Linked DNA regions of Mus musculus: regions 2, 3, 4, 5 and 6 are each linked to region 1. The links are chromatin contacts, called in public HiChIP or PLAC-seq and promoter capture Hi-C maps. All regions are on one chromosome and are shown on one strand. The core of a region is the stretch at or near the end of the contact, and the rest is flanking DNA. Distances in the headings are between cores, read along the strand shown.

What was found. Promoter capture Hi-C pulls out the DNA fragments that hold promoters and counts their contacts. HiChIP or PLAC-seq counts read pairs in DNA pulled down with a chosen protein or histone mark.
Region 2: a contact with region 1 is called in a promoter capture Hi-C map of cranial neural crest. The contact joins the promoter of Myef2 here to the promoter of Cep152 in region 1. A contact is called at or near these places in 2 of 39 promoter capture datasets (cranial neural crest and maxillary cranial neural crest) and 1 of 484 Hi-C or Micro-C datasets (liver).
Region 3: a CTCF HiChIP or PLAC-seq map of the NIH/3T3 cell line shows a contact between it and region 1, with 9 read pairs. The contact joins the promoter of Dut here to the promoter of Cep152 in region 1. A contact is called at or near these places in 8 of 39 promoter capture datasets (3T3-L1-derived adipocytes, the HPC-7 cell line, cranial neural crest and 5 more), 1 of 15 datasets of contacts at CTCF or cohesin (the NIH/3T3 cell line), 6 of 484 Hi-C or Micro-C datasets (CD4 T cells, Th1 cells, embryonic stem cells and 3 more), 21 of 115 datasets of contacts at active chromatin or transcription factors (the 230-238 cell line, the SCID.adh cell line, astrocytes and 15 more) and 2 of 9 other capture datasets (embryonic stem cells and pancreatic islet).
Region 4: a contact with region 1 is called in a promoter capture Hi-C map of cranial neural crest. The contact joins the enhancer-like site here to the promoter of Cep152 in region 1. A contact is called at or near these places in 12 of 39 promoter capture datasets (the 3T3-L1 cell line, 3T3-L1-derived adipocytes, the C10 cell line and 9 more), 5 of 484 Hi-C or Micro-C datasets (the C2C12 cell line, the F1.1 cell line, cumulus cells and 2 more) and 11 of 115 datasets of contacts at active chromatin or transcription factors (bone marrow-derived macrophages, craniofacial prominence, embryonic forebrain and 8 more).
Region 5: a promoter capture Hi-C map of the 3T3-L1 cell line shows a contact between it and region 1, with 6 times the contacts expected there. The contact joins the enhancer-like site here to the promoter of Cep152 in region 1. A contact is called at or near these places in 5 of 39 promoter capture datasets (the 3T3-L1 cell line, cranial neural crest, frontonasal cranial neural crest and 1 more), 1 of 15 datasets of contacts at CTCF or cohesin (the NIH/3T3 cell line) and 1 of 484 Hi-C or Micro-C datasets (embryonic fibroblasts).
Region 6: a contact with region 1 is called in a promoter capture Hi-C map of the 3T3-L1 cell line, with 4 times the contacts expected there. The contact joins the enhancer-like site here to the promoter of Cep152 in region 1. A contact is called at or near these places in 3 of 39 promoter capture datasets (the 3T3-L1 cell line, cranial neural crest and hippocampal neurons), 2 of 484 Hi-C or Micro-C datasets (the 3T3-L1 cell line and nephron progenitors) and 1 of 115 datasets of contacts at active chromatin or transcription factors (embryonic limb bud).

Annotation. Positions count from the first base shown.
Region 1 is chr2:125,622,621-125,627,005 of GRCm38.p6, forward strand. It overlaps Cep152 (centrosomal protein 152), which reads right to left and starts at 2,493. Exons shown (of 28, transcript NM_001081091.1): 1 at 2,256-2,493.
Region 2 is chr2:125,121,368-125,125,752 of GRCm38.p6, forward strand. Myef2 (myelin basic protein expression factor 2, repressor) reads right to left here and starts at 2,293. Exons shown (of 16, transcript NM_010852.2): 1 at 2,018-2,293. The coding sequence starts at 2,151. It overlaps Gm46759 (a long non-coding RNA gene), which reads left to right and starts at 2,277. Exons shown (of 2, transcript XR_001783448.2): 1 at 2,277-2,727; 2 at 3,422-4,385.
Region 3 is chr2:125,245,038-125,249,422 of GRCm38.p6, forward strand. Dut (deoxyuridine triphosphatase) reads left to right here and starts at 2,478. Exons shown (of 6, transcript NM_023595.6): 1 at 2,478-2,859; 2 at 4,129-4,220. The coding sequence starts at 2,711.
Region 4 is chr2:125,273,830-125,278,214 of GRCm38.p6, forward strand. No RefSeq gene overlaps it. Among named protein-coding and RNA genes, the nearest start is that of Dut, 29 kb to the left of the region's middle. Within about 2 kb of position 1,927, at least 26 of the 459 cell types and tissues checked have an H3K27ac peak or open chromatin away from gene starts, as enhancers often do. A contact at or near this core is called in the C2C12 cell line and craniofacial prominence, where this site is marked.
Region 5 is chr2:125,316,108-125,320,492 of GRCm38.p6, forward strand. It overlaps Fbn1 (fibrillin 1), which reads right to left. Exons shown (of 66, transcript NM_007993.2): 54 at 2,890-3,009; 55 at 1,305-1,427; 56 at 860-991. Among named protein-coding and RNA genes, the nearest start is that of Dut, 71 kb to the left of the region's middle. Within about 2 kb of position 2,469, at least 21 of the 459 cell types and tissues checked have an H3K27ac peak or open chromatin away from gene starts, as enhancers often do. A contact at or near this core is called in embryonic fibroblasts, where this site is marked.
Region 6 is chr2:125,353,829-125,358,213 of GRCm38.p6, forward strand. All of the region lies in intron 32 of Fbn1 (fibrillin 1), which reads right to left. Among named protein-coding and RNA genes, the nearest start is that of Dut, 110 kb to the left of the region's middle. Within about 2 kb of position 2,028, at least 60 of the 459 cell types and tissues checked have an H3K27ac peak or open chromatin away from gene starts, as enhancers often do.

The DNA.
Region 1 (4,385 bases), core at 1,243-3,742:
AGTGCTTGTCTCTTCAGCAGAGGACCAAGATTCAATTCCCAGTATCATGGCAGCTCACAATGTCTATAACTTCAGTTTCAGGAGACCAGAGGCCCATTTCTGTCCTCCACAGGCACCAGGCACACAAGTGGTGCACAGATAAACTTGCAGGTAAAAGACTCAGGCATACAAAGTAAAAATAAAATTTTTAAACTGTTTCAAGCAAAAGATATCAGCCTTTTAAAACAGTAAAAAAACAGCATAAGTGTGGGAAACCTTACAACTCCCGGATAAGGACTCCGCCCTCCTCTAGATGCCTGCTCCATCCTAAGTCCATTCTGGCCACTTCCATCAATCAAATAGTATATATCACAGAACACATTTACAAAGTCAAGAGATGAAATTACAAAACTGTAAAACTACTTACAAATCACTTAATAAAAAGTATCAGTAAACATTTTTTTCTAAGAAAATGACAACTTAAGATGAGAAAATAGCATAAAAATCCATTTTAGAAAGAAATATAAATGTTCATTGAATATTATTACAGTCTGAGTTCATCAGGCTCAGGAGATCGCTCAGTGCAAGTGGCCATGCAAGTGTGCAGACCTGAGTTCAAATCTTCAGAAACCACATTAAGGCCAGACAGAGAGCCCAGGCATCTGTAAGGAACACTTCTACGGGACGGGGAGGCACAGGTGAGAGGCTGTCTGGAACGTCCTGGGCAACGCCAGCTAGCATGGCCTAAACACTGAACAGCCACAGATACCAGTCTCTAACAGGGTGGAGCCATACAAATATCCACTCGCGCGCGCGCGCGCGCGCACACACACACACACACAGAGGTTAAGTCCATGAAGAATTCAGGAAGTGTACTCTAAGTAGCACCGTGCTACCTTCAACTACTACATTGAAAATGGCCACAACTCTATGTTTTTTTGTGGCTTTAATAAATAAATTGCTGGTGAGATGTGTGCTGACAGATCATCATGAAAACAATCGATAGCAATGTGCATTTGCCATAGTAAAACTGTATCTTGGTGAATATGGCAAAATTATGCCATTAGTAGGAACAGTGGCCTACTCCTATGCTTGACCAGAGAGCTGACCACTTAAAACATAAACCAAGGGATCAACGTGGGCAGTGTGCTCCCTAAAATACAGCTCCCTGGTTAATAGTCTCACTCTAGCCGGGAAACTTTTCCTAACCCCACTACAAGAATACAAGAAGCACAGCTGTCTTCTCTTACACCTCTGACCCAGCTTGTCAATACTTGTCTGACAATACTTGTCAGCACTGTCCCTGGTAGTTTTTGGTCACCCCCTTCCACCCCCTCACATAGAGGGAAAAATATTTACTTGTTTTGTGAGCAAACTTTAGTGTATATTTTCCTTTCCAAAAATATTTATCATCATCATCATCATTATGAGTGAATATATCCATTGGGTCACAGGCCTTAGGATTCCCCTGGAGCCGGAGTCACACGTAGTTGTGACCTATACAATTTGGGTGCAAGAAATGAACTCACAGCCTCTTGCAAGAGCATTGACAATCTCTTAACTGCTGAAACTATTATCTACTCCCACCGGAGTAGATAGGGTCTTTAGGCAGATCTCTTTTTATTTGTTTACATTCCAAATTGTTTGTTTGTTTGTTTGTTTGCATCCCAAAGGATGTAATATGGCTGTAAGCAATTAAGAACTGAAGATCCTCAGCTCTGGCAGCTGTGCAATCGTAACTGCTTCCGTTTCTTTAGTAATGAAACGGTGAAAACATCATAGGTGTGGGAAACCTTACAACTCCCGGATAAGGACTCCGCCCTCCTCTAGATGCCTGCTCCATCCAAAGTGCATTCTGGCCACTTCCAGAGCGCATGGCTTATATCCTTTGCTTGTGGCTTCAAACTTCAGCCTTTATTTACATGCAAACAATCAAGAATTGTGAAGCTACGAAGTGAAATTCAGCTTAAATCACACTGAAAAATGCATGACTACAAGATGGACTAAATGTAATTGCCCTGGGAGTTAGAAAACTGCACGCACTAGCTTACACACTAACTTCTCTTACAGGGTGGAAACAGCCAGAACGCAACAGTCTATTTTAGACACTTTCCAAATCCTGTTCCTACTACAAAGAGTACGGAGGGAGGGGGCAATGACAATCTCTTGAGCTCGGTAGTACCGATAGCAGCATGGAAAACCAAGGTGAGCAGAAGACAGTAACCCCAAAATACAGGAAGCCCCCTCGACTGGGTGTACTCACGCAGCGCCCTTACCAAAGAACTGGGCCCGGGGTCCAAGAACCACGGGCGCGCACAGGTCTGCCGATGGGACGCCCAGGCTGAAGATCGAGAAGGGAGCCAGCAAGCACAGCCCCGGTGTAGGAGACTCGAACGCGGGTCCCGATCCCGCAGCCGCCAGCCTGGCCGGGAGACCGCAGTCACCTCCCGCAACCCGCAACCCGCTGCCCTGACTTCCAGCCGCGAGCACCTTCCCGGTTACACCCTAGCCCGCGAACCCCGCCACTCGACGAGCAGCCGCCTCCTCCAATCGCCGCCGCTGCTCGATGGGCCTGACGGCTGGGCGGAGCTATGGGGCGGAAAACCCGCCTCCCACAAGGTCGGTTGAGAAGTCGCCCGCAGTTGCAAGAGCGCGGCTGTTCGAAGAGGGCGCCAGTGGCGGCGGGAAGCTTCCCGGAGCCTCCATTGGGGAAATAGTGAGCCAATCACAAAAGCCTCCTAGAGGACTACGGTTGCTTAGATACGGCGGACTGTTTGCCCTCCCAGAGGTTAGCTAGGACATTCCTTTTTTTCCCCTTACACGTCTAAGTTTCATCCAATGGCCCTTTTTGCTCTCTGAAGTGCCACTGCCAGCCCTGGTCGTTGTTAAATTTGGCATCATCTTCAGACTTGGCTGGTTAAGATTTGTGTTTCTTTACTGATAAAACTGGAGGAGCTCCCAGGTGCCTCCTCCCTAAAACTCGAATTTCCGCGAATGTTCTTAGATGTTAGCCTGTCGTTAAATCCCATTATATCATCGAACTTGGAGATCGCAAACACAATGGATAAATATCACTTTGGCTGTTCAATTTTAATGTGTGTCTCTTGATTGGCTTGTTGAGGGTGGCTGGACCTGGCATGTTCGAGACCTGAGTTCTGGAACAGTTGCTGTCTCTGGCTTCTTTGGTAAGAAGGGCTCTAGTGCATGCCAAGAACTTGGTGACTTGGATGCCCACATCTTTTTAAATCTTTCCCCTGTGTACCGTGTGGAGTAAGATACTTGTCCAAGGCTCTTCCAAATCTGGCTGTTTGCTAAGTCTGCCACCTGCATCCTATCCTTGTACGGCTGACATTGACCCTCAGCTAGGGGTCTGATACAGAATAAGAGCTTGAGTGAGAGAAACAGAACCAAGTCACAAGGCTGCACTACCAATAGTTCTGGGATGGCTCCTGTTTCCCCTCCTCCCACCCCATCTCCTGGGCTGCTTTTCGAGTCAATTGCCCCACCTCTCACCCACTCAGCCCTCGAAACACATGACGTCACTCAGTGGAACTGGATCTCCCTACCACTGTACACAGGGTGCATACCGACCCCAAGAGAAGATGGATTTCTCTTCTACTACGATCTGTTACCGTGTGTCTGCTTCACTGGTAGAACAATATGAACGTCTTGGGGGTATTCACTTGAGCATTTGTCTTCATGTTTCATGGCCCATGCTAGGCACTCAAAACAACTGTGTTAACTCATTAGTGAATAAATGAAGGAATGGGCAAATGAAGATGTTGGTCAAGAAAAGACTAATGAAAGGCCTTCGGGGAAATGGCACTTGTCGAAGGTGATCCAAGTATCGGCTAATGAGAAAGATATGTCCAGTGCCCCATGCTGAGGTCTACGATGCAATAGTGCATGAGAATGGCAGGGGACATAGGGGGATAACTTGCTCTGTGTTGAGATAGTGTACTTTTCCTTCCAGGATGTCTGTCCCTAGTGTACTTAGTCTGGATCCGCCACGAAGTTCCGCAGGGCCCACCTGCCTTTGTGAGTCCTGAGCCCAGCAGGTGTTAACTTTTCCTCTTGCTTCCCAGCTGTTGCTTTTGGATGCTGGCCCAAGTCAGTTTTCTCTGGGACTTTGAGCTTTTTCACTCTTTCTCTAAAGCTCCCCCTCCCCCATCCTGCTGCTGGTCCACCGTGTGGTTGACCTGTGAACCAGCCAAACTCAAAGAGCATGGCTCTTTCTCCTCTTCTGGGCAGCCCCATGATTTACAGCTTGCCTACCCTGAACCTTTGCTTTGAACTCTAAGTCTCATTGTCCTCAAGCTTGGTTTGAGTCCATTCTTAGATTGTTTTACTAAGAACACCAAGAACCCCAGCAGGAGACCCTGCTTTCTCTGGTCTCACTCCACTGT
Region 2 (4,385 bases), core at 1,043-3,542, 500 kb before region 1:
TCAACACTGAGAAAATATGGAAAGAATGAATTAGAATAAGGAAACAATCTGTATTTACTGTTAACAATTGCCCTATATTTTCTCTCCTTAAATTAGAAAATGGTTCTTTCTCACCTCTTTTCCCATCCTGCAATGCAACTGTAGACACTGTATTTTTGGGTCTAATAGAAGTTTAGATACCAGCTTCACAAATACCAACATTATAAGATTCAATGATTATTTTCTTCAGGAAAAAAAAAAAAACAAACAGTGGCACCCTCACTACTAGGTACACATTAGTAATACAACCCTGTACCCCTCAGCCCCATTGCACCCCACAGCTAGAGTCCAGATACTCTAGCCCTTTCCCAAAACACAGTGTGTGCATGGGACGTAGCACAATCTCACACACACTTCACTCTCTGCCTTACTTATAATACCTAAAACAACGCGTGTATCATGTATGCTTACTTTCCATATAGATACAATGTGGGTATTTCCAATTCACCATTAACTCCATGAATACAGAATCCAAAGACACAGAGGGTGACTATATTGTTACAGTCACTCCACTTTTTTTTTCTATTTTTAATAGCAAATCTCTGAAAAAGCCCAAGATCTGACAGGCATAAGAGATAGGCTTTCCTTGCTTTCTGATTTCTCGGTGGTTGATGCATGCACACTCTCCATCCATGAGCAAACTGCACTGACTTTCAAGCCCTGCAAATCTGATACCTGCAAAATTCTGTTCTGCTCACACGATGCTTCCTGTTCAAAAGTCACCAGGTGGGTAGGGAGACGAATGTCCATATTTAAGGTATTCCTAGCCAATTCAAAGGTAACACAACAGGCTCTGTCTAATGGAACGCTCTTAAAGTGCCTCTCCACATATATCATATATCATTTCAAAAATGAATATAGGCATCAGGAAAACAGCAAACACTGAACTTCTAAAGCTCAGGATAGGCCCCAGGGAACTGGGGTAATTCCTCTTAAATACGTTGTCAGTGGTTAAGAAAAAATATACAATGATGTCACCCTAAGAGCGAGACTGTCATAGAGAAGCTGAGGAGCACTACCCCATCTAGTTTGCAACCAATTCAATTCAGCCGGTTTCAACAGACTGGTCCAAATCACTGCCTCAAGTATTTCCACACAAAAGCCAGAAAGACATTTTCCCTTTTCTGACTTCATGTCAGAAAGCATGTGTTCACTGCTTTCTACCGTGGCAGGATGGAGAGGTGGAGGGTGTTTTAACAAATTACTGGCATTATTTTCAACTTCAGTTTTTACAGAATAAGCCATAGGAAAATAAATGTTTGCCTTCACATAGCCCCACGTGACAAGGACAGCCGAGCACAATCTGCCCCTATCCTACTGCCTTACAACTTAAGATCTTATGGATTAACGTCGACTAAATTCTCTACAGACACAGATGACAGATCCAACCTTCAGCCCTCGGGTTTTCTTCTACAAAAAAAGCACTGCATTCGGTGGAGGGGGGGTGTCATTTTGTGGCCTAGCGCCTGCCTGGAGACTGCACGAGGCCCTGGGTTGCGTTCCCAGTTTTGCCAAATTCAGATTTATATTTCAGTAATTTAATTATATCGTAAGTGAATTATAGTAAAATGAAGGCCACTACACACTGAGTTTGTGTTTTTAAAAAAATGAATAAATAAACCAGCCTGCACGGCCCACAACCATCACCGGGTGGGTGGAGGAGACCAAGTCCTCCTTTTTCGAAAGCCAATCAAGAGGAACACAATGGGTTCGGTGAGCTCTAACACTTTGGAAGCCACCACCGCACACGCGGCCCTCACCGGGGCTCGGAACCGGGCCGGGAGGGGAAAGGACCGATGATGTCATCCCTGGGTCCTCCCCGAGGATGAGGCTAGCCTCGGGCCTTTTAAAGGGGACCGTTTTTCCGCGCGCCCGAGGCCGGGGCCGCCAGCACCGCACCTGCTCCCGCCCCGGGGCCGCCCGCGCCTCCCGCCCTGCCCGGCCGCCCTCCCGCCCGGCCGCCCGGGGGAGACAATACATTTTAACGCCGTTGGCGCTGCTGCGCGGCGGTTTCTCGGGCTCGCCGGGGTGCGTGTCTCGCCGCGGCTCAGCCGGTTGCTGCTGCGAGCCGTCGTCACCCGCGGCCGCCTCGGACTTGTCGGCATCGGCCATCCCGCCGCGGGCTCCGCCTCGGCCGCGATGAGGGCTCCGAGCGCTACAATGGCGGCGGCCGGAGAAGCGGTAACGGATCGCGATTTGAAAAGGCCCCGAGCGCTCGGCGGCCGGGATCTCGCGAGAGCGGACGAGGCCCCGCGACTTGGGGAGTGAGTGGGGGCGGGGCTCCGGCGCGGCCACCTGCGGAGGGAGCGCGGGCTGCCTGGGGGGGCAGAGATGGGGGTCCTCGGGGACGGGGCCTTTGGATGAGAGGACTATGGCAGCTCCATCTCTGCGGGTGGATGCTCTACGAACCCGCCAGCGAGCACCGGTAGCTGAGGACAAGTTGACCACTTTCTTTGAGGGCTGAAGATTTTTGTAGACCTTAGCAATCAGCTAAGAGGTCGAAGTTTTTACATTCTCGGGGCAGCTATCGATTTGGACAGTCCATCATTTTCTTAAGAAAACCTGTACAAGGGGGCTGGAGGAGTTCAGCAGTTAGGATGACTTGCTGCTCTTGCCAAGGACCTGGGTTCGGTTCCCAGCACCCACATACAGGAGCTCCAACGACCTCTTCTGACTCCATAGGCGCTGGTATGTCTGTGGTGCACAGATATACATGCAGGCAAACCACACGCACACATGGAAAAAACAAATTGTTTTAAAAGAAGTCTTATACAAGACTAGCTACAAATGCATATTTTGGTTTGGATTATAGATTTTACCCCTAAATACTAAAGATTCATAAACCTGAGTGTCATGATTACACTTCACACTAAAATGGCCTTTTTCAGTTGAAAAAAAAAGCTAAGACCTCCTCAAATGTTTCCTTCTTTAAAAAAAAAGTGAACAGCATAAGGCAGACACAGTTTATTAGAGATGAGAGTCATCTACAAAATTCTGAGTTTGGCGTTCTACCCACATAGTGTCCTAAACACAACAGATACTTTTGTGTTTCTGTACTGTCACCCCTGGGGCCTAATGGTTGCAGTTAGCAGACAGGTGCTGGAATCTGGCAGAGAAAATTAGGCTTTCTCCTCGGCTGAGGCATTTCAGTTCTCCACTTCTCTTCAGGTAAAGACAGCAGTTCCTTCCCTGCAAGGTAGAGATTTAAAGAAAACACTTCATCTAGGGCCAAGTGCTACAGTATCGCAGTCTATCTCTTAAGGCTCCCATGGGGTTTCAATCAAGGAGAAACCAGATTAACCCACCCCACCCCACCTCAACCCTAGATTTCAAAGTATTCACTATTCCATGTATTCTTTTGTTACCATTGAATTTCTCCAAGGAACTCCATCTGACAGTCCTGGACTAGTAGATTCCTGCAAAAACCTTTTTCACATTTCAACACTTTTCAAGAGTTCATCGTGACCAAACCATAATAGAAGGTTCGGAAGGGACACTAGAGCTCTGCTGGAGGAGGACTTTGGGAAACAGCACTATTCAAGAGCTGTAATCGAGCTAAAAGCACAATTTAATTAAACACACACATGAGACTTACCCATACTCCAGAGTATGCCAATTTAAATATCCCATTAAAAGAGCTATTCTTAATGACTGAGCTTTGGGGGGCAGTGTCTTGGAATTTCCAACCCCAATAAGCCTATCTTAAAAAAAAAAAAAAAAACCACGTAATCCAGTTATTATAAGTATAAGATATAAGCCTAGATTGGGCAGATCTAACACTATACTAACATTCCCCAGCTATAAGACCCCTTGCTACTTGTGGTTTCTCCTGGCCACGTGGTTCTGCTCCAACATGGCTATTGTCCTCACTGTCTTCCTTCCTCCTCTCGTCCTCCCTCTTCCCTACTTGTGCCCATTCTCAGAGATCTCCCGTTCTTCCTATCCCACCACTGCCCAAAAAACGGGCTCTCGCCTTTATTGACCAGTTAAAATGGGAAGGTTCGCAGGACTTCACCTGCTGCGACTGCTCTAGGGGGCAACCCCTCTGGAGGAAGCAGAATTAACATCAGAATACAAACAGCACCAGGACAACCCACAACCAAGCAGGATTTAAACTGTGAGCCTAAGATAAATGGCTCTCTGCCTACCCTTTAGCCCCAATCTTGTGAATTCATAAAGAGCTAAGGGTTATCATAACTGAGGATCACTGAGGGGCTCCTAGAAGAGATGAACCTTTCCTTCTCCATGCTGTTGACAGCATACTTAAGGGTAGCGAAATCGACAAAGGAGAATTTAATTCCCTCACTGGGAATTTTTTTTTTCCCAGTTTATGTGTGCACATTGAA
Region 3 (4,385 bases), core at 1,228-3,727, 380 kb before region 1:
GAAACGTCTTCAATTAAAATAGAGGAACGAGGGAGCTGGGGAATATAGAATAGTTCATAAAGTACTTGCCTAGAATGCATGAAGCCCTGGGCTCTACCCTCAGGCCCTGACAAAATCAGGCATGGTGGCTCACATCTGTAACCCACCCCTATAGGGGCTGAGGCAGGAGAATGAGAAGTCTAAAGTCATCCTTTTCAAGCCCAGTGTGGGTCTTACATGAGATCCTGTCTGGAAAACAATGAATTGAGAAAGTGAAAACCAAGGGCAGAGAGAGCCCCGCCTCTCTCCCTGAGAAGCTACAGACATAATGGTTGCCCACCCAGCTTCAGGGAGGCAAGTCTAGTTAAATGCTGTGGGTTCAAAAGAGAAAACTCAAACAAGCAAACAAACGTTTTTAACAAAATCTCAATCATTCAATTTTACCAAAGACGACTTGGGAGCCAGATGTTGGAGTGAAAGACTACTAGCTCAGAGGGGCAGTGGAAGCACCCAACTGACCTTCTAAGTCCCCAAAAGGAAGTTCTCCACACCATCTCAAAAACTGTTCAAGCTGAATGTCCCTCCCTTAAATTCCTGTTTGTCTCTCTATCCATCTTCCTGACATCCTCTTACTCTGAACTTTTTTCCCCTGTGTTCACTTCCTGTCAACTTGTTGCTTGCTCTGCCTCTTGACCTCTGGTTGACTTCACTTAATCCTGTTTACAATGAACAGAAAGCTCTTGGATGAAAGGTCTGTGCTAGACCACACCACAACTAGAAACAGGTCTGTCCAGTAAATAACACAATCTGTGGGTTCATAGTGTGATGACATATCCTGCAATAAACAAAACGAAACACCAGGAGAGGTACTATATGGAAAGAAGTGGTTTGGTGTCAGGAAAATGGGGTAAGCAGTTAAGAACTGGAGAATTGTGGTCAAAGCATATACACATTTATATGCAAAACTGAAGAGAATATATGTTTATCTATCTGTTCCCGTGGACATGATTGTTTGTGTGTATAAGGTGCCCTCCAAAGCCAGAGGACATAGTTGGGTCTCCTGGAGCTTGAGTCACAGGCAGTTGTGAATCACCAATGTGGGTGTTGCTAACCAAACTGGGTCTGATACAGGAACACTGAGTGCTCTTAACAGCTGAACCATCTCTCCAGGCCCAACAATAATCTTGTTTTAAAGGATTAAGCACCAATATTAAGATTTCTGAGAAGAAATAATGCACAGGAGCCCTCCTTACTAAACAATGCGATCACCATCTGTCTTAGTGTTCTACTGCTGTGAAGAGACACCATGACCAAGGCAACTCTATAAAGACAGCATTTAACTGGGGGCTTTCTTACCGTTTCAGAGGGTTAGTCCATTATCATGGTGTGGAGCAGGCGGGCATGGTGCTGAAGCAGTAGAAGGGAGAGGGAGAGTGGGGAGGGAGAAGGGGAGGGGGAGAAGAGAAAAGGGAGGGGGGAAGGGAAGAGGGGGGGGCAGGCGCACCTGTGAGGGCTTTTGAAACTCACGGTTAGACTCCAAGAATACAAAGGCTGGATCAATTTCCCTCATGGACTTTGAATCTAACCAACAAGTAGACATTAGGCAAGAAAATACATGCATGTGCAGACTGTAATAAGAAGAAATGTAAATAAAAACATTCTGAGAGTAAAGAGCCTGGCCACCACAGGTCTAACCCTAAACCCACCTAAAGGTGGAAGGAACAAGGAGAAGATAACCTCGCACTGGCAATGACCTGCAAGACACACAGACACATCGTGGGACTGCACAATAACAGATGCTTTAAAAGAGCTTCAAGAAGTGTAGTGTATTGCACACCCATCAGGGGAACCAATCGCCCCAATATGTATAGTCGGTATTTCTATAAAAGTGCCTTGGGCCTTCTATTTATCTTGAAAATCGAAGTGCACCACAACTTGAGTTCCACGTGTTTATGGTATAGTCCAGATAAAACCGGAGACTCCAGAAAGATCTTTAATTATCCTCTCTGGAAAAAAAAAGTTTGACTCCCAACTACCGGCGAGGGGGTGGGGGTGGGGGTGGGGGTGGGGGTGGGGGTGGGGGTTGGCTCCTTGTTGCTTTGGCTGAGGTCAAGGAATTTTAAAATGCCCTGCAGGTCCGGTGGTGGAAGGCAAAAGATCTGTTCAGGTCAGGGCGAGGAAAAGCACGTAGGAGGGCCGCTAGGCGGAGCGCGGGGCGGGGCAGCGGCCTCAGGGCCTGCAGGGCCTCCAGCGCCATGCCTCTCCTAAGCGTGCTGCTGCGCGCCCGCCTGCAGGCCGCTCTGCTCCGCGGGCGTGCGCTCGGGTCGGCGCGGAGCCGGAGCTGCCGAGGAAGCCGAGGAGCTCCGGCCGGGAGCGCGCGCGCTGGTGAGGGGGTGGGGGGCAGGGGCGGGAGCGCGCACGGGGTGGGGAGGATTAGGGCAGTTCGAGAGAGCGCGCTAGTGGGGGAGTTGGAGCGGGAGCGCGCTTGGAGGGAGCCCTGGTCTGAGCAGGTAACGGTGAGCCAGGGCCTGGCCTGCAGCGCGGGGACGAGTCCATTGCGGACCCCGAGGAGGGGAGCCTGGCGAGGTCGGTGCCTCCTCTAGGCCGCGCTCGAGCCCTTTGCGGAAGGCCGCGTCCCCTGTCCTGCGCGGTGGGCTCGTCCAGGCGGGAGATTTTCGGCGGGTAGGCTCTCGCACGCTCATTGCTTTCTGCTTTTTCCACGCCCGCCGCCATGCCCTGCTCGGAAGATGCCGCGGCCGTCTCTGCCTCCAAGAGGGCTCGAGCGGAGGATGGCGCTTCTCTGCGCTTCGTGCGGCTCTCGGAGCACGCCACGGCGCCCACCCGCGGGTCCGCGCGCGCTGCCGGCTACGACCTATTCAGGTGAGAGCCGTGGCCCGACGGCAGGAATGCAAACACCGAGCCCGGGTGCAGTCGTGGCTCCGCAGAGACCTGAGTTCACCTTGAGCAAATTCAGTAGGGGTTTGGGCGAGCGGAAAGTAAAGGGTTATAACATTTCCAAAGCGTTACTGTGCAGCGTGCGCTCCACCCTTTCCAAGTGGAAGGTCCGGATGTGCAAGGCTTATTCTTGACCGAAGTGTGACTGTCTGCAGTGTGCACGTTAAAGTCTAGGAAAAGGATCTATGGAAGCTGTGTACTTCTCTTATCCCGTCCAAGGACTGGGAACTTAAGGAGCTCCATCCAGGGCTAGCTTATGAGGTGGCTCAGTGTAAAGTCACCAAGCCTAATGACCTGAATGTATGCATCTAACATGCCCTGTCTTGGGAGAAATTAGATACTATGGCCATTTTCTACATAAGCGGGTGTTTGCTGTGTATTGGGAATGGCTGATGTTACAGAGTGAAAATTCCGTGTGACTGAACGTACTCTTCTACCACATGCCAGACTTCCAGCGCTGCTCATTGTAAAGTCTGAAGTTTCGTTGGATCAGGAAGGGAGCTGCAGTAATAAGAGACTACAGTAGTATTTGGTAGATGGACTTTCTAAAATCGCTTGTGATCAGAGTCCACCCCCAAGAGCTGCTCTGGGAGACCAGCTCTCTTCGGCCACTGAAGTTCACAGCCATAGCGTGGAAGGCAGGGGGAATGCAGTGCATCTCTGCCTCTCACCTGTGTTTTTTTAACATTTTCTTCGGGAGGTTCATTCTCATCAAGAGAAGCGTTACAAAAGTAAAGTATAGGTTTATATGCGTTCGCAGGCTCGAAGTGTGCCTAGCGGAGTGAGGCCCATTGAGTGTTAGATGTTTGCTCTTTGGTTGGCTTTTCATATTCTTTCTATGAATTAAGTCTGCCTTCCTGCTCCTCATGCTAATTTGCCAGCCTTCACTTTCAGAGACAAAAACCACAGAACACATAGCAGAGACAATGTTGGCATCTCCCTGTTCCCCACTCCCACATTCAGGGTTTTGTCTTCTTGCTCTGCCTAGGTGCTAGGATTAAGGGCCTGAAGCCATCTTTCTAAAGCTAAAAGAAAGTGCCTACTACCTTGTAAGTAAACCTTTTTAGGTGAGTTAGGAATCTGCCATAAGGTTGTTTATAGGATCTGTTTATATGAAGTAATGGCACGCATTTTATATGCATTAGCGTAAGAAGGAATGTTAAAAACACTTTAAAATACTGATTTGCCTTTCAGTGCCTATGATTATACAATATCACCCATGGAGAAAGCCATCGTGAAGACAGACATTCAGATAGCTGTCCCTTCTGGGTGCTATGGAAGAGTAGGTAAGTAGCTAAAGAAGCCGGTAACTACTTCTCATACCGGTCCTTTATGATAGCGTCTGTCATCTTAGTGTCCTTAGTGTCGTGTGGCCACAGTGAAGAGATAATGCTTAGCCCATTTTAAAAACAAAACAAAACATGGATTCACGTGTCTGCTTTTCCTTTTTT
Region 4 (4,385 bases), core at 677-3,176, 350 kb before region 1:
CCCTTTCTGGCTAAGGTGTAATTGAAGAGAAAGTATAACAGGGTTCCCAGCTTCAAACATAGCACAGCCCTAGATTTGACAGCGAATATAAATATGGAGATACTGAATCTAAATAAGAAATTTCCAAAATTAAAACGAAATACAGCTAATATGTCAGGAACAGACATACAACCCTGCAATATATAGTTTTTTTCTCAGATTTTTTTAAATAAAAATTTAGACACTTAAGTAATCTTTCACTTTCCGTTGGAAATTTCCCTTATGTGAAAGCCATTTGCAACTAATTATGAAGTGACATCATCCAAGACTTTACAATCTTACCTCTGGAAACTCCCATGATAGGATATCACTAGGTTTTTCCCTCTGGCTCATTTAAGAAGAGCTGGCCACATGTCTAAATGGCACTTCCTGAAAGCAAGGCAGCTTACCTGTCCATGAAGTTTGCTGAGTAATTGGCTTCTAACGTGTCACCAACACATAGCCACACATAGGTGCAATCATGCTGGTTCTGGGGCTTCCAGGAGGTATTGGCGAGGAAGATGCCTGGCACTTATGCATCCTGGGGCAAACCCAACAGTTGACACACGCACCATTGTCTGAAATTGTCTGTTCTTAGGCTTGACATGCGTGTTCCAGACCATTCCAGAATTCTCATACATGCACGTGGGGTTTGAGTAGTAACATGATAAGCTGTTCTGAGTTCTACCTCATTCTTCCAGCAGTTCATTCACTCTACATCCCAACCTGACTCTTTCCTCCTCCTCTTCAGCCTCCTGCTCAGTCTTGCTCAGGAGGAAACTCATGTTCTCCAGCTTCTCTAGCACAACGTTAGGAGTAGTATTTAGGGCTCTCTCAGGAGGCACTCCTAAACACCCAGGTCCTCACTTTGAGGATCTGGAAGAACAGCTTTCAAGGCTCAAAGTGACATTGTGTTTTCAAATGGATAATGAAGACACACAGCTCTGCAGTCTCCATATTCCTACCTCTCTGTGTGCTCACCGCATTCCTCAATGCTTTCTCTGAGGACATGTGACCCACTGTCCACTGGAGACATTTTCTTTTCTTTTTTTAAAGATTTATTTTATTTTAATTATGTTTGTGTATTTGCGACTCTTGTGGGTATGCCCATATAAGTCCAGTTGCCTGAGAGGTCCAGAGATGTTCCATTCCCTGGTACTGGAGTTGCAGGTGGTTGTGGCCCATTCGGTGTGGGTACTGGGAACCAAACTTGGGTAAGTTCACACTCTTAACTCTCAGCCCTGAGAATTTAGTTCTTTTTATTTATTTATTTATTTATTTATTTATTTATTTATTTATTTAATGTGTATGTATGAGTGTTTTGCTTGTATCTGTGTGCCTGGAGCCCTTGGAGAACAGAAGGGATACAGATCCCCTGGTACTGGCGCTACACAGGTGTTGGGTCCTCTGGAAGAGCAACAACTGCTCCCAACTGCTGAGCCCAGAATTTGGTTCTTATCAAAAGCACAAAATCTTATCACTTGCTATGCTCATTTTCAATAAATCCTAAATATTATCATTACTTTCTTTGTAACTGCAATGATTTTCTTAAGAAGTAAACTTCTGACATCTGAACCATTAGGAGTAGAGAGTTATTGTGCTACTTTCAAATTAATAATTTAAGTTACCCAAGAGGAGAGTTTTCAAACCAGCCAGGAGACAAACATCAGATGGAGAAAGGAGTTGTTTATTGTTATCAGCAAATTTTGTCATTTTTTTTAACTGTCTGAAAAAAGCGGATCAGTTTCATGTCACTATTGAGAAATAGGGCCCACCAATGCTAGCTAGCATTGTAGTCTGTTTTTCCCATAAAGAGTGTTTTGTGAAAGACACACCCAAACCGTACAAGAGCAGAGCTTGGGAACCTCGCTCTGTTCCAGAAACCAGAGTTCCCACATAACTGCATAATGCGATGCTATCAGGTTTCCAGCTCCCCACAATGCCTGGTGCAGCAGCGAGTTCATCACTGCCACAGGGAGGTGTAAGTACCAGGAGAGATGACCCAGACAGAGTGTTTGGAGTACTGGGGATTACTGTGAAGAAGCCAGGGCAGCCTAGCCCTGCATCTCAGCTTTCAGCCCCAGGCCAAGTTTATCCAGGATTAAGCAGGCAGCCATTTTCTCCTCCTCGCTGTGCTAACATTGTGGGTTGGTGTTTCTGTGAAGGTCCAGGAAGCAGAGCATTTATTCTGCTGATCTTGTTTTCCTGCTATGAAACACCATATTTCCAACAGCAGTTCTTCTGATTGTCCCTTTGCAGAACAAAAGAAATTCTCATTGATTTTTGAAGATGAGTTCATGATGGTAAAGATAAGGATGGTAGCTCATAGGTAAATGCCATCATGGCTGTACTAGGTTTTAACCTGTGTTCACTCTTTCCTAAGTCATTATCCAGTCCCAGATCCTGACCTGAAGTGAGACAAGCTTACCAGTGGAGTGGATGGAGTTTATTGAATCCTTCCCTCCGCATTCATTCTCATTTCCCATTTGCACAGCACACATCCCATGCTGAAGGCCTGGTTGCTTCAGCTTTCCTCTGTCACAGCCTGGGTGGGCCACCTCCTGTGACCTGATGACCAAATCCCCATGACTTCTAATCCCATGTCTTAAGAATGATCATCACCCTGGCTTCTAGATCCTATGTCTCTGTTTACCTTGCTAGTGGCAAATCCTTTGGCTAAAAGTTATCCAGATGTCCCGAAGAGCTAAGCACTGCCAGAGGTTAAACAGTCTTGTAGAATGACTTCCAAAGATTTCCCCCCAAGTAACAGAACGCTTTCTTCTTCAAATTAAATCCCATGCAGATGCCTGATATCTAAAACAGATGAATGTGGCATGGCAGACAATGTCCACAAGGTTCTCCTACTAACCCTGAGGAATCGTTACAAACTCGAAAGGCTCCTCTTACCATGGCTTAGAAGCCATTATCAGACAGGATGGCAGAGGGAACCAAAAGCCATGTGCATCGCCTCAGCAGCTCTTCATTCAAGAATTGCAACTTCTCTTCAATGACCTGCCCCTGAACTCAAGCTTCCTGGAGCTCCCTCAGAACAGAGGATGAGGGTGGCCTAGAGTGTCACTGGCTCCCCACTCCATTGCTCAATTTGTCCTTGTTAGTTCTCCCCAACATCCTGGGAGCCTCTGGTCAAACGAATTAGGGTCCTCGCCACTCCTTCCTCTATCCATCTGTGTGAGGGACTTATGAATGTCTATAGCCTTGATTTGTTTTTGGCTTGCTGAAGATTATATATATCTTCACAAGGTATATACATATACATGAAAATAAGCTAGCTATATAAAAGTATTAAACTATTATGTGTACTTTGAAATACTTTTAGTGATATGCTTAAGTTGTAACAGTGAATTTTTATTGAATTGCAATCACCACTAAAAACCTAGTTGGCTCTAGAGACACACACAAAGATACAACACTGAAGAAAAACATGTTTTCAGCATCCCTTAGTGCCATGACTACAGTTTATCAGTGATCTAAGTACTATCAGAAACTTTTTTCTAACTTTTAAAAATTAATTTTTTTTACTAATTCACTTTATATCCTGCCCACTGCCCCTTCTGATTACCCCCTCACTCAATCCTTCCCTCCTCCCCCCTCCCCTTCTCGTAAAGGTAGACACCTCCTCTAGTAATGTTCTGAATGGCGAGGATGGGTGAGAAGCTCACATACTTGGCCACACTTGGAAAATTGTGACTTTCTAAGTAACCAGCACGGCAGGTTTGAGCAGCCCATGTGCAGGCTGTGGAGGAACAGGCAAGTTTCAGCATTGCTCTGTGTCATTCCTATGACAGTAGCCATAGAATTCACAGAGGCTTCAATGAGGTCAGAAAGATGCTGCCATCAAGATCCTAGAGAAATGGTGCCTAATGACAGAAAAAACAAACAAACAAACATGTGTTTGGGCAGTAACATAGGCAGGTAATGTCAAAAATGATCCAAAACCTATCAGAGCATTTGACAAAACAAAAATGGAGGCACTTGGAGATGACCTGTGAGGAAAGGTGAAAGCCTAGCATATCTGTAGTATCACTTATCTGCCCCAAGCCTATGACATACAAATGAAACAGGGAATCATGGAAGTCCTGATCCACAAGTGGAGTTAATCACACGTGCACATACTCCATCAAAGGCGGAGATTTTGACAGGACAGACAAAGGATTTCCCCTCTTCCCATTAAGCCATTTAACATTTTCTTGGTTAGACTTGTAGTCCTAGATCTCTTTCAACGCAGCACTCTAAAAAGCCACTTCCAAGATTCTAGAAGAGACTTAAGGGCCATTTCTGTGATTCCCACTTCCCTCTTCTCCTGTCCTTGATCCACCACTGGGGTTGTGACTAAGGAATTAAGCTGA
Region 5 (4,385 bases), core at 1,219-3,718, 310 kb before region 1:
GTTTGGACTGATCTTCAGATTCAACATGACTTGTTTGTAACAAAGCAATATTATTGAGGAAACAATAAACCATAATTTAACAGGTTTTTAAAACATTAAAATATCTGGATTACTTTTGGTGATTGGTTAGATCTGAATATCACGAACTAACTTCCCCAGTTTCTCTCTCATTTGAGAATAGCTTTGAGTCTCTAGAACACAGAGCTCCCTGAGAGGGGCAGAGAATGTGGAAACAACACCCAGAGCCACATGAAGACTAGTTAAAAACCCCACTGTTCAGCCGAACTTGATGGGCCAGGCCAGAAACCCCAGCTGCCCGGGAGGCTATGGGGCATGAGGTGTTTTAATAAAACTTTATTCACAAAAGAAGTGGCAGGCTAGAGGGTTGGATTTGATTGGAAGCTGAAGCTTGCCATTCCCTGGCCTAGGGTTGTGGTTCTCAACATTTGATACACATTTGGATCACCTGGGGACATTCAAAAAAGCAGCACTTGGACCTACCTCAAGGAAAGCGGGGGTTTCTTGAAGTTAGAGCCCTGGCTTAAAAATAGCCCTAGCACAGGACGTTAGTAAGACAACGGAGTCCATAGAGTGGTGAGGGAAGTCAGTGTGAAGATCTACCTCCTGGACGGCTACATGAACAACGGGCAAGGGCCAAAGGTGGGTGACCCTGGCAGCAATACAGGCCAAGAGAATAGGGACAGGCCAGCCCAGAGGAGAGAACAGTAAGGCCTCTCCACAGTGAGTTGTGACATTTGATTAAGAGGAAGGAGCACGTCACCAACCTGACTCAGAGCTCAGGTCACTTCTGCCCTCGGCTATTTCAATGCTGAGCGGTCTGTACCAGAGACAGTCTTACCTATGCAGCCCTCTCCATCGGGTCTGCGCTGGTACCCAGGGCCGCAGATGCACATGTAGGTACCAATGAGGTTCTTACACTCCATTTGCTTCTCAGTACAGTCGTGTTTTCCCTCTGCACACTCATCCTCATCTGGAAAGATGTGTAATCACAACTTTAAAACAAGCTCCACTGCAGGCTTGTCCTTTAAACTATCATCTCCGTCATCTTAGCGTTGAGCTTATTTCCTTTTGTATGTATGGGGAATTGATATATTAAACGTGGAAGGGAATCTTCTAACCGCCTTTGGACTTGGTGAGAAAACTGCTTTCCAATAAACCGATGACCTTATCAGAAACAAAGATGCTATGGGAGCCCTTCCTGGACTTCTTTGCTTTATGATTCATACTTGCTTGTTGAAGCATTTATAATTCTGAGGACTAAATGGACTAAAATGGGCCCTCACCTTTACACATCCTCCTGTCTTCTCGGAGAACGTATCCAACAGGGCATTTGCATTCATAGGACCCGTAGGTATTTACACAGCGGAAGGCGCAGAGCAGAGGATTCTGGGCACATTCATTTATATCTGTAGTAAGAGAACGTAAAAGAATGAGCCAACAGCACCAAGAATGTCAAAAAGAGAGAAATGTGCTTTTACTAAAAGTCAAAAGCCTTCCTTATCATAGGCATGGGAGGGATCCAGAAAATTATAAAAATGAGTTGATTATTTTATAGCTGGTATAAATATGGTGGATGTATGCTCCGGATCTCCCAGTACATCTCTCAAGCTTGCTGTCCTGGTGTAATTATGGATTTACGTGAATGAGGAACAACAGGTCCACTTTGCATAGTTGGAAGACTCAGGTTGACCAGTTGCCGTTTCCTTTGTACATGAACTATAGATCATCTTTGCTTCCTTTAACTAAAGAAGTTGTGGTCAAAAAGAAGCCAAGCTCTCTAATACTCTTAGTAACCTCTCCTTCCCCAAACAAAGAGGTTCCTATGAGACAACAGGGATTCTGGGCTCAAACAGAGTGTTCTGGTCATTTTATACTTAGAGAAACTCAGTTTACACAGATGCCCTCTACTGGGAAAAATGACTTTTCTAGAGTGCATGGTTTAGAAATGTCAGGACATGTTTTCAAAAGCGAGAGGGTGAAACCAAACCTCTTCGATGATCATGCTGTCCCCCAAGAACAACAATGTGTATGAAGGACAGGACTGAGCATCCAGGCCAGCTTTGAACCACAGCCTTAAAAGGCTCACAACACTCTGAAGGTACCAACAGTCCATATCTCTGATGAAGGGATCCCTTTAATACCACTTTCCCTTCCCCTCCCCCATTCTTTTCCTACACCAGGGAACCCTATCATGAAGAGCTTGTGGATCATCTGGACAGCTGCTGGGCTCTGCTTTTAGAGTTTGTGATTTAGTGGTCGAAGATGAGGCCAGAAAGCTTGCATCCCAGGGGAATATGAGGCAAATAGTCGAGGGACCAACCACTCTTTGGCACTCCCTAGTTTTTCTTTCTTTTCCATACTTCCTTCCAGGCAGTCACACTGACAAATACTTTTCAGATGCCTCTATGGGTTAGGCAACCTCTCCTTTGGGATTGCCTCCAGATGACCACAGGATGTCAGTGGTTATCTAGCTCTGTGAGCAGATGTTTCTAAGAGGAGAGCAGGAGAATACAAAAGAGGTGGGGGAGGGGAGAAGAGCCTTGGAAACAAAAACAACAAAGGAAATAGAGAGTAATAAGACAGGAGGTAGTAAATGAGGAGTTGTATTGAGATGTAAGCAGAAAGACACACTAGTGAGCATTCCGTTATATACAATATAACTTCTGCCACAAGTCACCTCTATTGTTTTCTTTATATTTCCTGACCATATGAGGTCACAGAGAAGAATGATGCAACAGCCTGCCATGCTCAGATGTTCTTAACTCTCCATGCCCTGAAAGGTATTTGATCTTAAGAACTACAATCAAACAGCTGCTCCCATGGTCAGTATAGGCAACTGTCTCTTCTGTATCCGAGACCCTTACTTACCTTCACAAGTCATCATTGGGCCAGGCTCGAACCCCTCCTCACAGGTACATTCAAAACCTCCAATCACATTCTTGCAGGTCCCATTTCCACAAGGATTGCCCACAGAGCATTCATCGGTATCTGCCAGTGATCCAAAGTGGAGATAAAATGAGTGCAGATAAAATGGAGCTAAGGCTCTGATATCACTTTTCATTCTGTCTGAGTTCTTGGATCTGTGTTGTCTTGCTCAGTTATCCTGTTCTTGCAAGGAGGGAAACCTGCTGACCACTGGTTTCTAGCTGGAGTTTGCACTTGCTCAAAGGCAGAGACAGTGAGAGAGATGGATGTCTAGCCCTTACACCGCCCAAGTGGCTTTCTGCAGACTGTCCTGGGAGTAGATGTCCTAATAGCTAAAATAAGGCTCCTATATGCAGCCAGGGGTTTCTGCTGGCTCAAAGACAAAGTCTCCAGTTGGTCCCACTTCACATCACTACACAAAAAGGCTTACATATGATGGAGTTTTGCCAGATATAAAATAGAAAATTACCTAAGATTAAATAGAATATACTGGATAAAAAAACCCAACATTCAAGTAGATTTTGTTGATTCTGTTAAAACCAGGTGGTTTACATTAGGCAGAAAAAGAAAAGACTAGGGAAAAAAGAGAGAGAGAGAGAGAGAGAGAGAGAGAGAGAGAGAGAGAGAGAGAGAAAACATGTTTAGGTCATGGTCTTTCTAAACAACTGTGGAGAGAGAAAATATTTTACCAAAAAAAAAAATCCCTAAAAAGTATAGATGCCTCCTAACCCATCCATCTGGATCGTCCACTGTTCTTGTTTCCGGCCTCGGCCTTAGGGAGAATATTTTCCCTTGGGAAAGAAAGAACTCTAATTTTAGAGATAACGTTGCTATTTTAGATATCTGAAGCCGAGGAACACAGCAGGCTCTCCTCAACGGTCACTCTTTCTAGGAGAGGAGAATCCTTTTGCACATACACAGCCGCAAACTGAAGATTCCAAAACACTAACATCGATAAAATTTGTTCCTGTTAGGTTACTAAATCTCACATTTAGTCCAGAATACTGCGTCTTCTCTGATTTAATAAAAACAATGGTATCATTGCAGTTTAGAGCTGCCAGGGTAATTAGACACAAACCATTTCACTTGCATAGTAGTACCCCCAAGGTGGGAGAGGTTGAATATACTTATATCCCACCCTTAGCTCGTGCTACAGTCCTCAGACCCCCTCTCTTTATATGAAGACAGTACTTTTTAATCTGCACACATGGACATTCAGTGTTGATCACACTGTCACAGGAATACTTTGTTAGAGTTCTTGGACATATTTAATTCTAGCATATAGTGAAAAGAATTAAGAGTAAGTGGTCCACATAGAAGCCATCCTTAGACATTTTAATGGAAAGGCTAAAATAAGACACTGAATAAGGTGGTTGGCCTTCCATATTACCAAATATACAAGATGCATAGGAAACTTGGTGTTTTTACATACTGAAAGT
Region 6 (4,385 bases), core at 778-3,277, 270 kb before region 1:
AAGAAAAGTAATGGATATAGAACTAAGACAGACTTTAAGTAGAAAGGACTAGAATTCTGTCTTGGGATTTTTAAATGTTCAGAGAAGGCAGAGATTAGACCCCACAGCCAGTAAAAGGCAAAGCTAGGGTTAGCCTGGACTTGGTTTCTCTGGCGACAGACACTTCCCTTGGGACAGGGATGTGTAACTAAGATCCTTAGTTTAGTAATTTCAGTTTTATTTTAAACTTTCTTTTAAAGACTTAAATGTTGATGCGACTCAGATAAACATCCATAAATCTCTTTTACTAAGTATAATTTCACAGTTAATCTGCAATATAATCCTCTCCAGTCTTCTCTTTATTAGCATATATTCACTGTATAAAATGGATCTGGTTATAGTTTCATACATGTATATCATGTCCTTGGACCATATTCAACCCCTAATTATCTCCTTTTTTTCTCCTTTGTCTAGTTGTCTAGTGGTCAAAGATACCACTATTTTCATATGCCTTTACCTTTTCCCTTAATCTTGCATTTAAGATGAGTACTTCTTTTGATAGAGGAATCTCCTTTAGTCACTATTACTAAGATTTAATATAAAATTAAAATCCAAGAAAATATTTTAAATTTTGCCCTGTTTTCAAGGTGAAAGAAATTCTAGTTGCAAGAGGGTGTGTGTTGTGAGCTTTGGGAGACCTGAGAACAGTGATTCAAGGGTCATAGTCAAGTCTCACGTTGTCAATACAATGGAGCATATTAGCTAGCTTCTGTTTTCAGTGAGTAAGACGCAGGTGAGAAAGAGAGCGGGTGATACAGTGCAAACACATTTCGGAGTTAACAGCGTCAGCGTGAGTATGGATGCACGTATGCGTGTGCACGCACACACACACACACACACACACACACACACACACACACACACACACAGACTCAGGCATACAACTCTTGCTAATTAACTGTTTCCATGGCAGACTTGGGCACGTGGAGGGGAAACTGAGCCATAAGGAAAACAAGCAAACAAAAGCACAGCACTGAAACGCTCTTCAATAGCATGAGGGAAACAGCACAGGTCTGCCAAGAACGTCTCTTTCTGTACAAATGTTCCCTTTTCTCCACAAGTTTGCTCCAGACAGAAAATTCATTTTTCAGAATAAGTGGAAGCCAAGCAAAGCAAAGAAATTCAAATTCAGGCTGACACTGCAACCTTCTTAACCCCACAGGTCCTCTGTCACAAAGGCTCACACAGGTCCTCTGGACATGGCCCCCCTGAAGGGTCAGGGTGAGCGGCAAGCAGACTCCGTGGCAGGACTTCGCCTACGCGCACAAATCTGCCACACAGGTCCGAGATGCATATTGAACTTCTGTAGCCTCCACAGCCACCATACAGAGAGAGAGCTTGCCACCTACAAACGCCTGTCTTTCTGCCCCTAGATAGCATCCGCCCCATGGATCCTGAGCCCGTGTGCTGGCACATAAGCAATCTCTAGAATTAGGGGCTGAGGAAGAGGGCATGACAGCTTAAATGCAAGTGCTACTTGGATTTCTTAATTTAGGTCAAAATTTGAGCCAAGACTATTAACCGAAGAGAACACCCATGGAGTTTCCACAGGCTGACAGCCAGAGCAGGAAAATTAGTGGTGATAAGAAAAGCAGGAGGAACTGCCCGGCTGCGGCATGGAATAGTAGGACTCTGAGACCAGCCAGAAACAGTTCTCATGTGAAAGGAAATCTTGCTTTTTTCAACAATTCTGATTTTTATCCACTGGTTATGTGATCATGTGATGCCAGGTAGGTTCTAAAAATTAGCTTGTGAAAGTGAAGACCCACTTGGGTGGCACCCGGCAATGACTTTATCTTCTTCCCATTACAGTTACTTAGAATGAGCAGCAGAGGTCACAGGAAAGCTGTGACCCCACCCACTTAAGCCAAAGACAGAGGATCCGCGTCCTAGGTTCCAAGCAAACACACATTCTCTCTCCATTAAATCAGACATTCCCTTCAGCAGTATCCACAGTTTGGACAAAGCTTAACAAGAAAAAAAAAATGAAATGCTTAGCATCTGTGTGGGCTGGGAATGCGAGTCAGTGGGTGGATTCTTAACGCTGCTGATGTGATTGGGAGAAGAAAACATGTTTATTTGTTAAAATGGAAACAATCAGTAATGACAAGGGAGCTGAAATATTTAGACAGAGCTGTAATAGAGCCCAGAGGGTGATTTTAGTTCTCATGAAACAAAGTCCCTCCTTAGGAAACAGCATATGTGTTCTTAATAATTGCTTCCCAGGGTACTCATTTAAAAATCTATCCAAATAAGCAGGGTGTGCATGTATGTGGTGTGTGTGCATGCGGGTGTGTACATGTATGTGTGTGTGTGTATGTGGTATGTATATGCATGTGTAAGTGTGTGCGTACATGTGTGAGCATGTGTGTGTATGTGGTGTGTGTGCATGTATGTGATGTGTGTGTGAGCATGTGTGAGTGTGTGTGCGTGTGAGTGTATGAGTGTGTGTGTGAGAGTGTGTGTGCTATGACACAGTTGCGACATTTCTTTTTGCTGTTACTTGTAGTGTGTCTTGCTTATCCACTTAGGCAAGATAAGTATCTCAGTTTACACTAGTTGTCTGGGACATTATAAACACTCCTCCTTAACGGGACCATCACCAAGGTGACCTGACGGTGCTCGAAGCTATGAGTAATACTGACTTGAAACCAGTCTGAAAGAGACCTAGTTACATGAAATAAAAAGACATTTTGGCTGATTTTTAAAAATGTGTTTTCAAGTGTGTGAGGCTTGCCAGTTCCTGTCTGTGTAAGTCATTTCCGGTCCAGTGTGATACCTTTGGCTGCTACTAACAGGGTTATTCCCAGGGGATCTTTTCTTCTCACCCTAATGCAGCCCCTCCTCCCATAGGTTACTGCAGAGTTCTTTGCCCAAGGGGGTTGTCTGGTTAAAGTCAGATGACTCTGATTTGTTTATGATCACAGACCAGTGGGAGAACCCAGAACACAATCGAGGAGTCTTCTCTTCCAGACATGAATATCATAAACTATTCTACTGTGATATTGCTCACAAAATGTGGGGCATCTTCCTACAGTGCTGGCTGGATATTGTCAAACTGAAAAGTAATTTTAAACTGCAGTTGAAAAAAATAGGAAGGTATTGGCCCTTCTGAAAACAAAACAAAACAAAACAAAAACAAAACAAAACAAAACAAAACAAAACAGAGTTTCTCTGGGTATACTTCTGTTCATTGGGCTTACTAATAGGTGACTTCTGTGCTGTCACATTGGCACTGACTCAGCCAGCCCACAATGAGTATGTCCTGTCCCCCCAGTCTTTGCATCTCTGCAGATTCAATTATAAAAAATTTCCCTTTAAAGATGGATTTCCACGCATGTGTGGCAAACAGTTATATTGAGGTCTCAGTAGACTTCACGTTGCCTCTAGGCATGTTATCTGAAATAGCAGTAAGCTCCTGTACATCATATCTATCATATCTACCTGTAATGACACAACAATAGCATAGACATAACCTGTCGTCATGGTGAAAGACCTAAAATAACCAGCTGCATGTTCACCAGTTAAATGGACTTTGGAAAGTGGAGCTCTACAGACTCTGCCTCCAGCCAATGAAGACTCTCCCAGAGACTCTGTCTCTTCATGATCATCACAGCCCTCTGAACTTCAGTGAGCTTTGTTGTTTTGTTTTATTTTATTCATTACAATGCAGCAGAGTTAGTCTACCCTCCTCTTCACGAGGCCAGACCACCATCCCTTAGCAAGCCTTATACTGACACTGGAAGCTGATGATAAGTGTTGAACCTGAGAGTCATTTGTACCTCAGCATCTATGTGGATGAGCTCCTGTTTACCAGAAGGGACCCCTAGCCAGGATTTCTGTGAGAAGCAACAAGGGAGCATAAAAGAATTTCAGTATTATGCCTCATTCAATGGCTTGGACATCCTGTCATTTTTGAATCACCAATAACATTACTGCCATGTATTAGTAAGTTTGATAATTAACACAGTCACTTTATAACTCATAAATATATTTTGATGCTTTCTTGAAATACACTGATACAATTAAGAGGGGGAGCCATACATTATCAAGTTGCCACTATGACAGTTTTAATGTTTAAGTCACAGGGCCTTGCCAAGCAACTTTTGGAATTCAAACCTAACCTATTACTTTTTCAATGTTTTTAAAGTAAAGTTGCCATTCAAGGTCACCATGATGTTTTAAATTATGTCATATGCCACAATCTGTATCTTTAATATAAGTTATTATAGTAAAATGTTACTGTCTACCATTGCATGTGTTTAATTTCATTATTTCATGTTTGAAGACTACATCTAAATACTTATGAAACAACGTCATGGCACAGAGTGGCTTCTTCCACTTGG